Regions from separate parts of the Pan troglodytes genome. Here region 1 is linked to region 2. A link is a contact called in public HiChIP or PLAC-seq data. All regions are on one chromosome and are shown on one strand. Each heading gives the region's core, a stretch centred on a gene start, on an enhancer-like site or on the middle of the called end of the contact. The rest is flanking DNA. Distances are from core to core; before and after follow the strand shown. Region 1 overlaps MED21 (mediator complex subunit 21). Region 2 overlaps STK38L (serine/threonine kinase 38 like).

The links. HiChIP or PLAC-seq counts read pairs in DNA pulled down with a chosen protein or histone mark.
Region 1: a contact with region 2 is called in an H3K4me3 HiChIP or PLAC-seq map of stem cell-derived excitatory neurons, with 8 times the contacts expected there. The contact joins two enhancer-like sites. A contact is called at or near these places in 1 of 7 Hi-C or Micro-C datasets (stem cell-derived neural progenitor cells) and 1 of 1 datasets of contacts at active chromatin or transcription factors (stem cell-derived excitatory neurons).

The regions. Positions count from the first base shown.
Region 1 is chr10:68,514,637-68,521,887 of NHGRI_mPanTro3-v2.0_pri, forward strand. It overlaps MED21 (mediator complex subunit 21), which reads right to left. Exons shown (of 5, transcript XM_001143632.8): 2 at 5,330-5,549; 3 at 1,333-1,447; 4 at 421-521. The coding sequence starts at 5,371. Among named protein-coding and RNA genes, the nearest start is that of MED21, 9.5 kb to the right of the region's middle. Within about 2 kb of position 5,130, at least 22 of the 24 cell types and tissues checked have an H3K27ac peak or open chromatin away from gene starts, as enhancers often do. A contact at or near this core is called in stem cell-derived excitatory neurons, where this site is marked.
Region 2 is chr10:68,247,968-68,254,849 of NHGRI_mPanTro3-v2.0_pri, forward strand. All of the region lies in intron 1 of STK38L (serine/threonine kinase 38 like), which reads right to left. Among named protein-coding and RNA genes, the nearest start is that of ARNTL2, 44 kb to the left of the region's middle. Within about 2 kb of position 1,359, at least 2 of the 24 cell types and tissues checked have an H3K27ac peak or open chromatin away from gene starts, as enhancers often do. A contact at or near this core is called in stem cell-derived excitatory neurons, where this site is marked.

The DNA of each region.
Region 1 (7,251 bases), core at 3,880-6,379, 270 kb after region 2:
TTCATACATTAAAATCTAATCCCCAATGTGATGGTATTAAGAGGGAAGGGGCCTTTAAGAGGATATTAAGTCATGAAGGCAGAGATCTCATAGATGGAATTAGTACCCTTAAAATATGGCTTGAGGTTGAAGAGGGAGCTCTTGCTCTTTTGCCCTTCTGCCTTCAGCCATGTGAGGAAACAGGAAGAAGGCCCTCAACATGGCCCTAAACATGGCACCATGTTTAATAAAAATTCATTACTCATGCACAGTGAGTAATAAATGCCTTGATCTTGGACTTCCCAGACTCCAGAACTGTGAGAAAATAAATTTCTGTTCTTTATAAATTACTGTCTCAGGTATGTTGTTATAGCAGCACAAACCTCCTTTAATTCAAAATTCTCTATTACTGGTAAAATTCTCAAAGGAATAGAGGCTTACCTGTAAAGCAGCTGTAGATTCTTCACTGGGTAAGGAATCTATCAAAACATCAATGTCTTTTGCTGTTCGTGCAATCAGTGCTGCAAAAAGCTGGGCATACTCTAGAGAAAGATACTGCTAGATTAGGATATTAGAAAACCTCAAGTTTTCAGAAACAAATTTTAAGTTAATGAAACCAGAAACTTCATATAGCTTTTTCTGCCCTAAGATTCTAATGATTCGGCCAGGCGTGGTGGCTCACGCCTGTAATCCCAGCACTTTGGGAGGCCAAGGCAGGCGGATCACGAGATCAGGAGTTTGAGACCAGCCTGACCAACATGATGAAACCCCATCTCTACTAAAAATACAAAAATTAGCCAGACGTGGTGGCATGCGCCTGTAATCCCAGCTACTCAGGAGGCTGAGGCAGGAGAATTCCTTGAACCCGGGAGGCGAAAGTTGCAGTGACCCTAGATCGCATCACTGCACTCCAGCCTAGGCGACAGAGCGAGACTCCGTCTCAAAAAAAAAAAAAGAAGATTCTAATGATTAAAATATACACCAATCCTGTTACACATTTAGCTCAAATTGGGAATTAAGCATAATGTATGTAATTTCATTTATTATGACAATATAGTGGTCACTTGAATAAAGAAATTTATAAATGGGATGCCTTCCCTGTTAAGGTCCCTCACTCAGCTAAATTAACACAAATTCTCCTCTAAAGGAGTAACAATCTATTATCTGACATGAACCAGAATTATGAGATGTTAGGTGAATTGACTGTAAATTTTTTACAACAAACAAAACTTGTAATATTCTCAAACAACAATTTTAGAAATAAAATAAGCTGAATTTCTCAAGAAATCTAATTTTAAAGGATTACAAAAAATGTGAGAGTCAAACTAAGAGAAGCTAAGAAAACCTGTTTACCTTCTGTAGGGTTAGCTGGCTGGTCTTTGTTAATTGCTGTCTGAATATTATTGAAAGAGGCAGGAGGACCACATTGCTGCAATACTCCAATGGCATTACAAAACTGATCTGCAAGCTTAGGCCAAAGAAAACATATCAAGGTTAGAAAGGACTTATCAGTTTTAAGGACTTTATTGGTAATGGCAACAACAATAAGTTTCTGTAATGATAATCTCTGAGCAAGGGAATAAAACAGAAAGGAGTGATTGTTGATAAAATAAGCCAGTTATTATTAATGTTGATTAAACGTTTTAATTCTGCAAAGAAACTAAGTTTGGTATCAATCTAGGTAAAGTTAAATTTGATATAAATCTAGTTGAAACAGTTGAAATACAAAATAATCTTTCTTTTCTTGTGATAGTAAAATGATAAGAGAACATTGGCCAATACTTATTGTAAGCCACAAGTAAAGACTTTTTGGGGATAGTGATGGAAAAGAGCAAATTTGACTTGTAAATATCTATGGCATCATGTTTAATAAAAATTTATTTCTCATGCACAAAGTATATGATTCCTTTTCTTTCTTTTTTTTTTTTTTTTCAAGGGTGGCACATCTCACACAAGCATATGAATATCCAATCATCACGCTCATGATTCCTTTTCTGAGACTGGAGTAGTTACAAGTGTAAAGAAATAGTGAGGAAAAGGCTGCTCAGAAAAGCACCTTAAGTAAGCAGAAATGTATTTGTTCAAGACTCAATTTTTAAACTCTTGTACTCTAAAAGTATTCCTTAAGTGCTTTTAAAGATTGGGAATAGCAATTCCTTACCATCTCCAAATTAAATACACCTATCCTCCCTACCAATTTCTCTTACCTAGTCTTGACCTCTCAAACCTCCTATTTCTAATAAGTATTTCCACTGGGTTTCTCTGCCATTGTTTCAATGACAGAACTCAAAGGCAACTGTTTCCTCTTTTTAATATTTAATTTGTATTGAAAGTCTCCTAGTCAACCAATCTAACTTCAGATTCTTACTTTCCTTTGATCTTCATATTCTGCTAATACTACAAATCTTTCTCTTTTCCTTCTATCATTGTTGCTTAGTTCAACCAATTATCTCACACCAGAATTATTACAATAGTCTTCTTGTTGTTTTCCAGTTCACCAGGTTATTTATTTTACCCTGATCAAAACATTTGAGCTTACTCCACCACTGTCTTCAAGATAAATCTCCAACTCAGGCTGTTTTGAAGCTTTCAATAATCTAAGTCAACTCTACTGACTCGTTTTCCACTACTCCTTCATATTTATCTAACTAGTCATAAAGTCACTTATGACTAAATGGCTTTGCCCAGGTTTTGCTAATTGTAATGGAGCAATAAGTGCTCAGATGTATACAAACCTAGGTCCTAATCCTAGCTCTATTAATCCAAGTAGCATTTTTCATTTTTAAATTGGATACATTCTCCTATTATAGCATTGTTGTAACAGAGGAAACACACACAAAAAAATATTCAGCACAGTGTCTATCTTTTCCATCCTTCAAAAGCTTTTAAGATCCATTTAGTCAACAAAAATTTATGGAAAATAACTAAAGTACTGCATATAAACACTACAGAGACATAGTGAATGCGACATAGCTTCTGCACTCACGGTTTTCAGAGGGTAGAACAAATGTTAAAAGTTATACAAATAATTCTGATTAGGATAAATGCTAAGAAGATTCCCCCTATTTTGGTTCACATCACTCCATATTCCAATTTACATCAGAACCTAAAGCTGAAAATACTTAATTCATTATAACTCCCTAACCACATACTGTTTTTCCATCACTTAAATGTCTCCTGAGTATTTGACATTTTTTAACCTCCTTTAGGAGTATCTCTTTGTAAACATGATGGTGCTTACACACAGTAGGCACTCATACTAGTTATCCTAAAGGCTTTTCTCCAAAATCCAATTATCATTATGCCTAACCTGGAGTTAAGGCCATATTCACTCTGTCCTTATTATCCTTCTAGTTACAAGACATGTATGAATATGCAAAATTTTCCCTAAAATAAGATTTCTATCCAGCAGCATCATTACAATTTGATTTCGTAAAACCTCAAAGGAGTAGTTCCCTGAGGAAGGCTGGCTGGCAGCCCAGGCAAGTCCCTGCAGGGTAGAATTTATCTTGGTGAATTCAACATTTAGAGGCTGGTCCTCTCAGCTTAAAACCTAGTGTTATTCACCCAGGGTAGATCAGTTTTATCACAAGTAGATTCACACTCTTCAAGTGTACAAAGCCTGATGTATTAAGAAAAATGCCAAGTTATTAGCTTACAGTGAGGAAAAAAAAAAAACTGGCAAGGAAACCAGGTACTTATGTTTTCCTATCAGCATGTTTTCTCTCTAGCCCCTTATCTAGGACATTACATCACAATCAGACAATGAGAAACATAACTATCAATGGAAAACTATTTAGCAGAAAACAATCTAACTTGTAATGGTAATAAGTACAACCATTGCCGCATGGGAATACCCACTGACGTCTTGGTCAACGGCATGCACGTATTATGTCAGTCCCCTATGGTTATAATAAAGCTGAAAAATTCTTACTGCCTAGTGACAGCGTAGCAGTACTAACGCTGTAGCGCAATGCGTTCCTTAGTGCTTGTGGTGATGCTGCTGTAAATCAACCTACCACACTGCCAGTGTATGAAAGCATAGCACATACAATTATGTGCAGTCCATGACACTTGATAATGATACTAAATGACTTTGTTACTGGTTTATGTATTTACTGTTTTATGGTTATTTTACATTGTACTTCTACTTATTAAAACAAAAAAAAAAAGTTATCGCCAAAACCATGCATTTCTCAGAACATGACCCCTTCATTAGGGGCCCATGACTGCGCATCCTCTGGCTTTGCTTCTACTTTCCACTCAGGCATAGTGTGGAGGAAAAATAACCAGAAGGAACAAAGCTGGGGAGCTACTTACAAGACTTGGCCTTTAATAGAGAGTAGAATCTGGGGGAGACATTAAAAAGGACTTGTAGGCCGGGCACGGTGGCTCACACCTGTAATCCCAGCACTATGGGAGGCCGAGGCGGGAGGATCGCTTGAGGCCGGGAGTTTGAGACCAGCCTGGACAACATGGTGAAACCCCGTCTCTACTAAAAATACAAACATTAGCCGGGCGTGGTGGAGGGCGCCTGTAATCCCAGCTACTTTGTTTGGCTCAGACAGGAGAATCGCTTGAACCCGGGAGGCGGAGGATGCAGTGAGCAGAGATCGCGCCACTGCACTCCAGCCTGGGCGAAAGGCACTGTCTCCAAAGTAAAAAAAAAAAGAAAAGAAAAAAGACTCAAATAAACGGAAAGACATACGAGGATTAGAAGATTTCCTATCATAAATATGTCCCCAAACTGATGTATTCTGAGGGATGGCCAAGAGGCAAGAGATGGAAGGAGACTCTGGGCCCAAAGGAACGAGCTAAGATGAAAGAAAATCTCTCACCTCACCTCAGCATCGCTCCCGCACCAACCTGAAAGCGCTGGTGAAGGAATACTCTCGGCTGACATTTCATTACAAAAACCCAGTCATCCAGAGCATGAGATCTCCCTTGGTGGATTAAAATTGATGAGGAAAGAAAAAAGCTCCTGCTTCTCCTCCCAACCCCCAAAAGAAAGAGAACCCGTAAGCACCACTGGCAAGAAAATAAAACTGTCCTCAGGGAACACGACAGGACCGCGCAGCCCACAAGTCCTGGCGGCCTCACCCGGACAAGAACGATCTTCCCGGTCTCCTCAAGCGAAAGAGACTGCTCCCTCCCGCACCTTCAAGCACCGCCCGGCAGCCGGCCTCAAACCTCCGAGTTCGCGGTGGCGCCTCCCGAGAGAGCGCTTTATGCCGAAGCCCTGTCTCTCAGTCCGCTCCCCACTTCCAAGTTTTGCCTCTTGGGCCCCTTTCCTCCCTTGCTTTACCTCAAGAAAGAGAAAGACAGAGGCTAATCGAATGAAATTCCTCACCGAATTCACAGCGTCCTGAAGCTGCGTGAGCCGATCCGCCATGTTCCTACTGCAGCAAACGGACGCCAAAACAGCGGCTCTTCCGCGACTGGGCAGCTCTGGCACGCGTCATGGCCAATCACAGGGCTGCGTCCTTGGAACGGGTGGGGTCGGAGAGAACTCCCCGCCCCGTCAGGAGTGGGTGGTACTCCCGAGGCGGCCTTTCTAGAGCGGGCTACACCTGAGGAGAGGCTGGATCTTTTGAGTAACTGGGGGAATGGTCTGGGGTCCAATCTCTTTGAAATACAGTCCAAGAGCCGAAATACTCCCCTTGGGGTTGTTAGGTGTTAAAGGCTTCAGAGATTGTTGGATTCTGCGGGGATTTTTTTTTTTTTTTTAGTAATTTCTCGTACCCTCTCGTGTTTATTTATTGACCAAATTGAAGAGTAAATATATTTTATTTATTTATTTATTTATTTATTTATTTATTTATTTATTTATTTGAGACGGAGTCTCGTTCTGTCGCCCAGGCTGGAGTGCAGTGGTGCGATCTCGGCTCACTGCCAGCTCCGCCTCCCGGGTTCACGCCATTCTCCTGCCTCAGCCTCCGGAGTAGCTGGAACTACAGGCGCCCGCACCACGCCCGGCATTTTTTTTTTTTTTTTTTTTTTTTTTGTACTTTTAGTAGAGACGGGGTTTCACCATGTTAGCCAGGATGGTCTCGATCTCCCGACCTCGTGCTCCGTCCGCCTCGGCCTCTCAAAGTGCTGGGATTACAGGCGTGAGCCACCGTGCTCGGCCAAGAAAAATTAGCTGCACAATTTAGATTTAGAGTTGGGACTTACTGAGAGTTTAAGTGTGAAAAATGATAATCGAAACTTGGTATTTAAGGAAATTTAGCCTGAGGATAGTCTGGTAAGAAATGAGTTTGGAATCGGCAAATAACAGGTTTGTAGACTTCAAAAAACTCTCATATCCTCTTTCTCAGGCTGATTATCCGTGATTACCTTCCTGTGGCTGCGGGGAAGGTGGAAGACACAGTCCCTGGGGAACTCAGCTTGTTGGATTTATCCCAACACTTACTGTGAAGCACCACTTCTGCTTCACACCCATGCCCCACCCTCATCCCCAAACAGTCTACAGACTTACTGGAGCCTCATTAAGAACGTGGATGAGGCATGTTCCCCATAATGGGACTAATGAGAAATCACTCTGTAATTTGTTTTCACTGTAACTTGGGGGGATTCTACAACCTTCTCCTCCCACCCTCACTTGAGAGTGTACCTTACGGAATGCCTGCCACATGCCAGGAAGTATATCCAGTGCTCAATTTGCAAAGATGAATAAGCCAAGGACTCACTAAGGAAGGTTTTGCAGTTGTCCAAGATTAAGATGAGCTGGGCCTAGAATAGGGTGTTGACCCTGATAAGCAGGGAAAGAAAGACTAAAATATATTTTTGAGAAAAAAAATTAATATGGATTGGTGACTGACTGGATATAGTTTAGTCCACTCCATAAGAATACTAAGTTTTGCAGCCTGATTGAAGGGAACTTGGGCAGTTGAAGTAGAGAAGCCACTTCAAGACATTCATATTGTGACACAGTTTTTGTCCTGCCATTATCTTCCTAATAGATCTTCCGTGCCTCCACAGAGACCTCAGGTTGATGTCCAACTATCTCTGCCTGGTTTTCAAGATTTACTATAATCTGGCTCCAGCAAACAGACCCAGCCTCACCTCTTGATAATTTTCTGAGTGAAATAATCTGTTTCAGCCAAGGTCCCTGACCCCTTGGTTTTCCTGGTTCTTCAGCCTCTTTCGGCCACGGATCTTTTTAAGAATCAGATAAAAGCTGTGGACCCTTTCCCCAGACCAGACTCTCAACTTAGCCTACATTTGAAAAGGGGTTTAGGAAGCTCTTGAAGCTGTAGACTTCAAGAATAA
Region 2 (6,882 bases), core at 109-2,608:
TAAAAACAACACAAGGTGCCCTTGAATTTCCTGTTCACGTGTGTTTTCTCCAGACTGCTCTATTCATTAATGGAGACACTACCAATAGTTAAGTCCAACATTCTTTTTTATCAAGCCTGGGGAAAGGAGATAACAAATCTGGCACTCAGGCCATTTATAAATAGATGTGGTATCTCCAACCATTTACCATCAAATTTCTAAAGGAAGAAAATAGAACTGCTTTACCTGGCTGTAAAACAAATTATTTAACTGGTGATTTCACCTTAGTTTTCACATACTGCATTTCAGAGGAAGGAGTGTCCTTAATGCTACTATATTGCCTTGTAGTATAAAAATTCGCCTAAATTCAATTCACTAGTTGCAATCATAATGCCCTAGGCTACAATAAGTCCTCAGATTGTACACTGTATAAACTGGGTCCCTAACGAAAGGGCAGCTACAGCTTCTTTCCTCTCTGAGGCACAGTCTAAAAAGCAAGAAATTCATAGGTGAAGTTTCAAATCCCAGCATTAACTTTCACTAATTGTTTTATTTTCAACCAACATTTATTGCAGATATATACCATGTTGACTGTATGAAGTGCTGAGAATAAGACTGATAAAACACAGTTCCGGCCCTTAGGGAGTTCATGATCTTATGGAGACACAAAGTAGGGAGAAATCAGTGCTTCAAGAGGAAGGATAATCAAAGGTTTAATACAGAAGGTGATGCCTGAACTGAATCTTGGAGGGGATGGGGCTATAGTAAGAGTTCACCAGTCAGATGGACTCAGAGGAGGAAGAGCTGTAAGGCATGAAATACACTGACACACTTAAGCATACCGATAGACTGAGTATATTTGATTAAATGGCAGAAGATGAACGTAGAAATAAAGAACTTTTTTGTCACGTTAAAAATTATCCTGAACATAAATGGGAATCACTCAAGGCTTTTAATTTAGTGAAAACCTAACAGCCATTAAAGAATATTTATTGAGTTTTTACCCAAGTACCCAGAATTCTTCTAAGAATATTACATTCTTAGAAGCATTTAATTCTCCTAACCAGCCCTCAAATCCTATCTGATTTGCACTTCGGATAGATTATGCTGGTACAGGGAGGATGGCCAAAAGGCTGGAAGTACAGATCAGACTAGAGGAAGTAAATCTGCTCAGGAGGCTTAATAATGAATAGTCAGAGATTACAACCTGGTAGCCTGCAGAATCATTTTGTTAGGCTTGTGCTACAATTTAGAAAGTAGAAGGTTTCACATGAAAATCCAGGTTTCTGGTTTCTCCTGAAAAGTCTGATCTGTCCACAATGAGCTCTGTCAGCTCCACAATGACAGCTGGAGCAGAGCTGCAGCCGGCCCCTTACAATACAACATCCCACCCGTCCACCAACTCTCCATTCCCACGTGCCCAGACTCATTCACTTTTTATTACCCACATTTTATTACCCACCTGCTTCCTTTACAGCACATTTGAGATTACAGAATAGTGAGGGACTAACTAAGATAGTAGCAGAAGTGATGAAAAGAAGCCTCAGTTAGTCAGCTGGAAAGACTAAAATCTGTAATTATCTCTAAGTTTCAGATGTGGATGACTGGGTAAATGATCAGTAAGGACAGAAAGTATAAGAAAAGCTAGTTTAAGGCTAGTTTAAGAAAGTTAGTTTAAGGCTGATCCTGTCTGAGTTATTTAACCTGAGTCAGGATCCACATTTCTAAAAAGGAGATCATAAATGCCAACCTTATAGGGTTGATATGACGCTTTGATGGTGGCAGAGCACAGGATGAAAGGCCAGATTGCCTGGGTCTGAATTTTGGTGCAGCCATTCACTAGCTGTGTCACTTTAGGCAAATTAAACTTTAAACTTTCTGTGTGTCAGTTTCCTGTTAAATAAATATAATAATAGCCACCTTGTGTGCATGCTTATTATGATAATATAAGACTTAAGATAATTCTAAAAGTTAGTACTTGTAAAAGGACTGAGATACGTCATGTGTTTGATAAATCAATAAATCAGTAAAAAATATTTTTAAAGTATCTCCTAGCACATATTAATGCTCAAAAATTATTAATTTTCTTCCCTTCCCTGCTCAATCTTCCTGCTCATCCCTCCTGCCTTGGGCTGCTGCCATTGTCAGTTAGTTTGTAAATTTAATCTCTAATAGACATTCCCTCTCTCTTCTGATCTTAGCCTACTTCTTTGACAAATTAGATTACTTCTAATGGAGAGGGGAGAGAAATGTAGCAAAAAGAAATATTTAAAGTAAAAAAAGAACTCTTGGTAGAAGCCTTACTAGAAGTTAGTAGTGATTTGGGGTAGAACTAGAGGTAGAGGTGTTCCAGGGAAGAGCTAACCCTTTCTCTCACAAAAGAGTGATTCTCATGAGGCAACACACACCAATTTATTTGTAATCTCTTTACTGTGTCTGCTGTTAATAGCTTTTGTTTTTATTTAGCGTGGCCCTCTCCATGTGGCGTATGCCCTGATCACTAGACCAGAGGAATGCATTTCATAAACAGACACCCTTGTCTTTGCTCCTTCTGTGAATCATAAGGTTGGTGATGATGGCACAGTGGTGCTGAACTCAACATTAGCATTTTCATTTTCAAAACTGTTTTCAAAATAGTTTTCCTATGCACAAAAATATAGTTCAATGGTTGAGTACCTGAAAGCTTATTTGGCTGTAGTAATGATGTTCATGGCAGAATACCTGAGTTTATTGGTCCAAATAATTACTAAAAATCCCTCTGAACTTCATTTTTTTTTAAACTTGCAATGAGAAGGGGAAAGTGTTTATAAACCAAATGCAAACAATTAAGAGGTAAATTTACCAAAGCAGCAATTTTATTTAAAATTCTATTTACCGATCTTAATGTTTAGGTAAACTATCACCCTGTCTTTCTCAAAAACATTCAGAAAGAAGCAGTCTATTCTTATAATATTTATAAAATTTAATTGTTCTATTGCTATATGCCTATCTGGTAGTGCACTAGATTTTGTCTGCAAAAAAATGTTCAGCTGAATCAAGTCATAGTTAACTTTAAAAAATTACCTCAGCAGAAATGCCACATAACTTCAAATACTTATAATCTAGCACCTCGATGGGAAAAAAAAATCAATGCCAACTTTTAGATAGTATGGGCATCCCTAAAAGAATTTTAAATCAGTTTCTATTACTGACACACACACGAGCACATACAGAAAAATATTTGTCTTGATTGACATAAAAGAGAAAAAAAGCCACAATTTGCAAGAAGGGGGAGTAAATGGCAGGGGGGAGGGAGATGATGGGTAATGAAGGTGAGGGGAGACCAGAGTGAGTATGTCAACATTATTTGTAAAGGAGGAAATATTCAGAGGTAAAACAAAATGAAAACAACTGGGAAAAAACAAATTTATAAATATATATATAAAATGATATATCTTTGTTATTCATATTTAATTATAAAATATATACAGAATTTTATAGAATTTATAAAGATGAATTAAGTGGCCTAGGGAAACTTTTGGAGAGCATGAGAGCATGGTTGGGGGAAAGACAGATATTACAGTGATCTAGAGAATTTGGGGCCAACAGGTTTAAACTATGGCTCTGAATTGTGGGTTTGGATGAGTGAGATGATAGCTAGTGCACCCAGAAGGATCTATCCTTCCCTTTGCCTTGTCAGCTGAGCCATGCTTCCATCTATTAATACATCCAGTAACCCAATATCATGAGTTTTCTTCTATATTTTTCACTTTTGTTATAAAGAATATGGGTCCGTCAAAAGTAAGACGAAAGATTTTTTAAATAAGGAAATTTAAAGTTTAAAATAAATGTATGCTTTAAAATGTTAATTTTAAAGACATAAATTTAGAAATGGAAAAATAATCCTGTTCACAAAAGTAGCAAAGAGGAGGAGATGGAGTACAACATTCATAAAATATGTAAGAATAAACTTGGCTGGGTGCAGTGGCTCATGTCTCTGTAACCACTTTGGAAGGCTAAGGCAGGTGGATGACTTGAGGTCAGGAGTTCGATACCAGCCTGGCCAACATGACGAAACCTCATCTCTACTAAAAATACAGAATTAGCTGGGCATGGTGGTGCACACCTGTAGTCCCAGCTACTCGGGAGACTGAGGCACAAGAATCACTTGAACCCGGGAGGCAGAGGTTGCAGTGAGCCAAGATCGCACCACTGCGCTCCTGCCTGGATGACAGAGCGAGACTCTGTCTCAAACAAAACCAAACCAAACCTTGATTTTAAAGTCTTCGCTTAGAATGAGGCAACATAATCATAGATTATGGGAAGAGGAGAAGAGGAGAAGACATTCAATTAATAGTACTGGAACAACTGGGTATCCATTTAGGGGAAAAAATCAAGTCAAGTATTCATTTCACTCCAAAATGCAAAATAAATTGCAAATGGTTCAAAAGGACACACATGAAAACTAAAGGAAGGAAAGAATGAAGGAAGGAGGGGAAGAAATAAAAGTTAAAAAAAATTAAACTTCAAAAAAATTAGAGGAAAATATAGATGAATAACTACTGGATCTTTGGAAGGAATGAGCTTTCTTAAAATGAAATCAGTACAATGAAAACTTGTGCTACATTTCATTCTACAAAAATATGGAATATACATATGTATATACTGTATATCAAACAAGATTACAAGAATAATTTGGAGAAAAACACTGTAAAATAACAATGTCCATTATATCTAAAAGCGCCCAGATGTGGTGGCTCATGCCTGTAATCCCAGCACTTTGAGAGGCTGAGACGGGTGGATCTCTTGAGGTCAGGAGTTTGAGACCAGCCTGGGCAACATGGTGAAACCCTGTCTCTACTAAAAATACAAAAAAAATTAGCCAGGCATGAGGCATGCGCCTGTAGTCCTAGCTACTCAGGAGGCTGAGGCAGGAGAATCACTTGAGCCTGGGAGGCGGAGGTTGCAGTGAGCCAAGATGTCACACGCACCATTGCACTCCAGCCTGGGCGACAGAGTGAAACTCCATCTCACAAAAAAAAAAAGTGTATCTAAAAGCATATATTTAAAATACATGTCTATTTATCAAGTAAGCTCATACATAGCTTTTTTAATGTTAAAGTCGAAAGGAGACAATAAAGACCCTAATAAATGGATACATAACACTGTTTGATAATAAACAGGAATAGTTTAAAACACATGAAAAATGTTCAATTTTACTAGTGAATCAAAGACACAGAAACTTTAAAATTATGCAGTATGTTCCCTATATGAAAGTAGTCACAATATAAGGGGAAAACACCCCCTTAGTGAGGTCCAGTCTGTTATGAGGTGCCTTTCTGTCCACCCTATGCATTTGTGTTAGCTGGCACAGATGTGACCCTTTCTAACAGGGAATACGGTAATTTATACCAAGAACCATAGAGATATTTTTTATTTTTTGACATAATTCCAACTTTAGGAGTCTATCCTATGCAAATAACCAAAATTGCCACAAAGATTTTTTTTTAATCAAAGCATTATTTAAAATAGCAAACGACTTAAACCAAATGTTTAAAATTAAATGAAATGATTGATGGAATGATGATAGTATAAAATACCACAGCACTGAAGAAAATTTTCCCTGCAAATTTTAACATGAAAAATAATGTTAAGTAAATAAGCAGGATACAAAGTTCTATTTTCAAGTACAACATGAACTCAACTATACAAAAACGGGAGAGGAAGTTTAAATTGTGATGAACAGACAGTGTGAAATTACGATGATTTAAATTTTGTCTTTTATCACTTTTTGAATTTTCCAAATTTTCAGTAATAGGAAAACAACCATTTTATAATCAGAAAGAAAACATTTAAGAGTGATCCTGGGAGAGTGCTGGATGTTTGGGGGCGGGGGTAAAGGGGAATCAAGTTGCACTTTTCAGCACTTAGAGGTGGTTTTTCAGGTACCACAGTACTCGAATTTTTTTTCCTATAAACCAAATTCTTAGTTCTGGTTTAGTGGAGAACAGCAAAGAACAGCAAAAAGAAGTTGGATGTCATGGAACAAAACTAAAGACAAATCAGAGAATAATAAAGGAAATTTTGAAGAAGTTTTCCAGTCATATCTTGAGCTTTTAGGGCAACAGTTTTTTGGTGGCTTATACCTACCTGGGCATATTTACGAGGGCTCAAACTATCACTCTCTTCTCAAATAGCTTTTCCACTGGTGACTAGAAAGGCCCATATCAAAACCAAAAAGCAGGACAGCACAATAATCTTAGCTAAATTATCTTCAAGTCTTATTTAAGATAAAGGAAATACTCCTTCAGAATCATACAAAGAAGAGAGAGACAAAATGAATGTTCTAGCTTTAAGGAAGATGCCCACTCCCCTTTACTCTTTCCTTGCCTGTTTTAAGGGAGATAATGCCTGATTCAAAACATCGGTATGTCCAAAATACATATTTGGAGCTAAAAAGTGAAGGTCTGGTGTGACCAGAGAACAACTGATGAATGGACAAGGCAGGAAAAGGATGAGTGGTGAGAGGCAGGGACACCCTGGCAAAGGGAAGGGGAGGAGCAAGCTTGGGAAGCAGCCTGAACACATAAACCTATACAAAGCTTGGGCAGCTTTGAACACTTGCTTTTCATTTTCTTAAAAGTAAACTTTGAATAGGAATGAGAGATAGAGAGTGAGGCAGACAGACCAAGCAGACACTTGCACACACAACAAAACTTGAAAAATAGACTGAGTTTAAGTGAGTATATAAAATAAAAATTTCAAATATAAACTCAAATTTTAATTTTCCCATTCATTCAAAGCATTCAAAGCTTCTGCATCACTGAACAGCTTCAGGAGAGAGTTGTAAGCATTTCTCAGTTGTACCAATTCCTTTTTTTCTTAATTTTAATTTTTAAATTGCTGTGTTATTTTGTTTGCTGT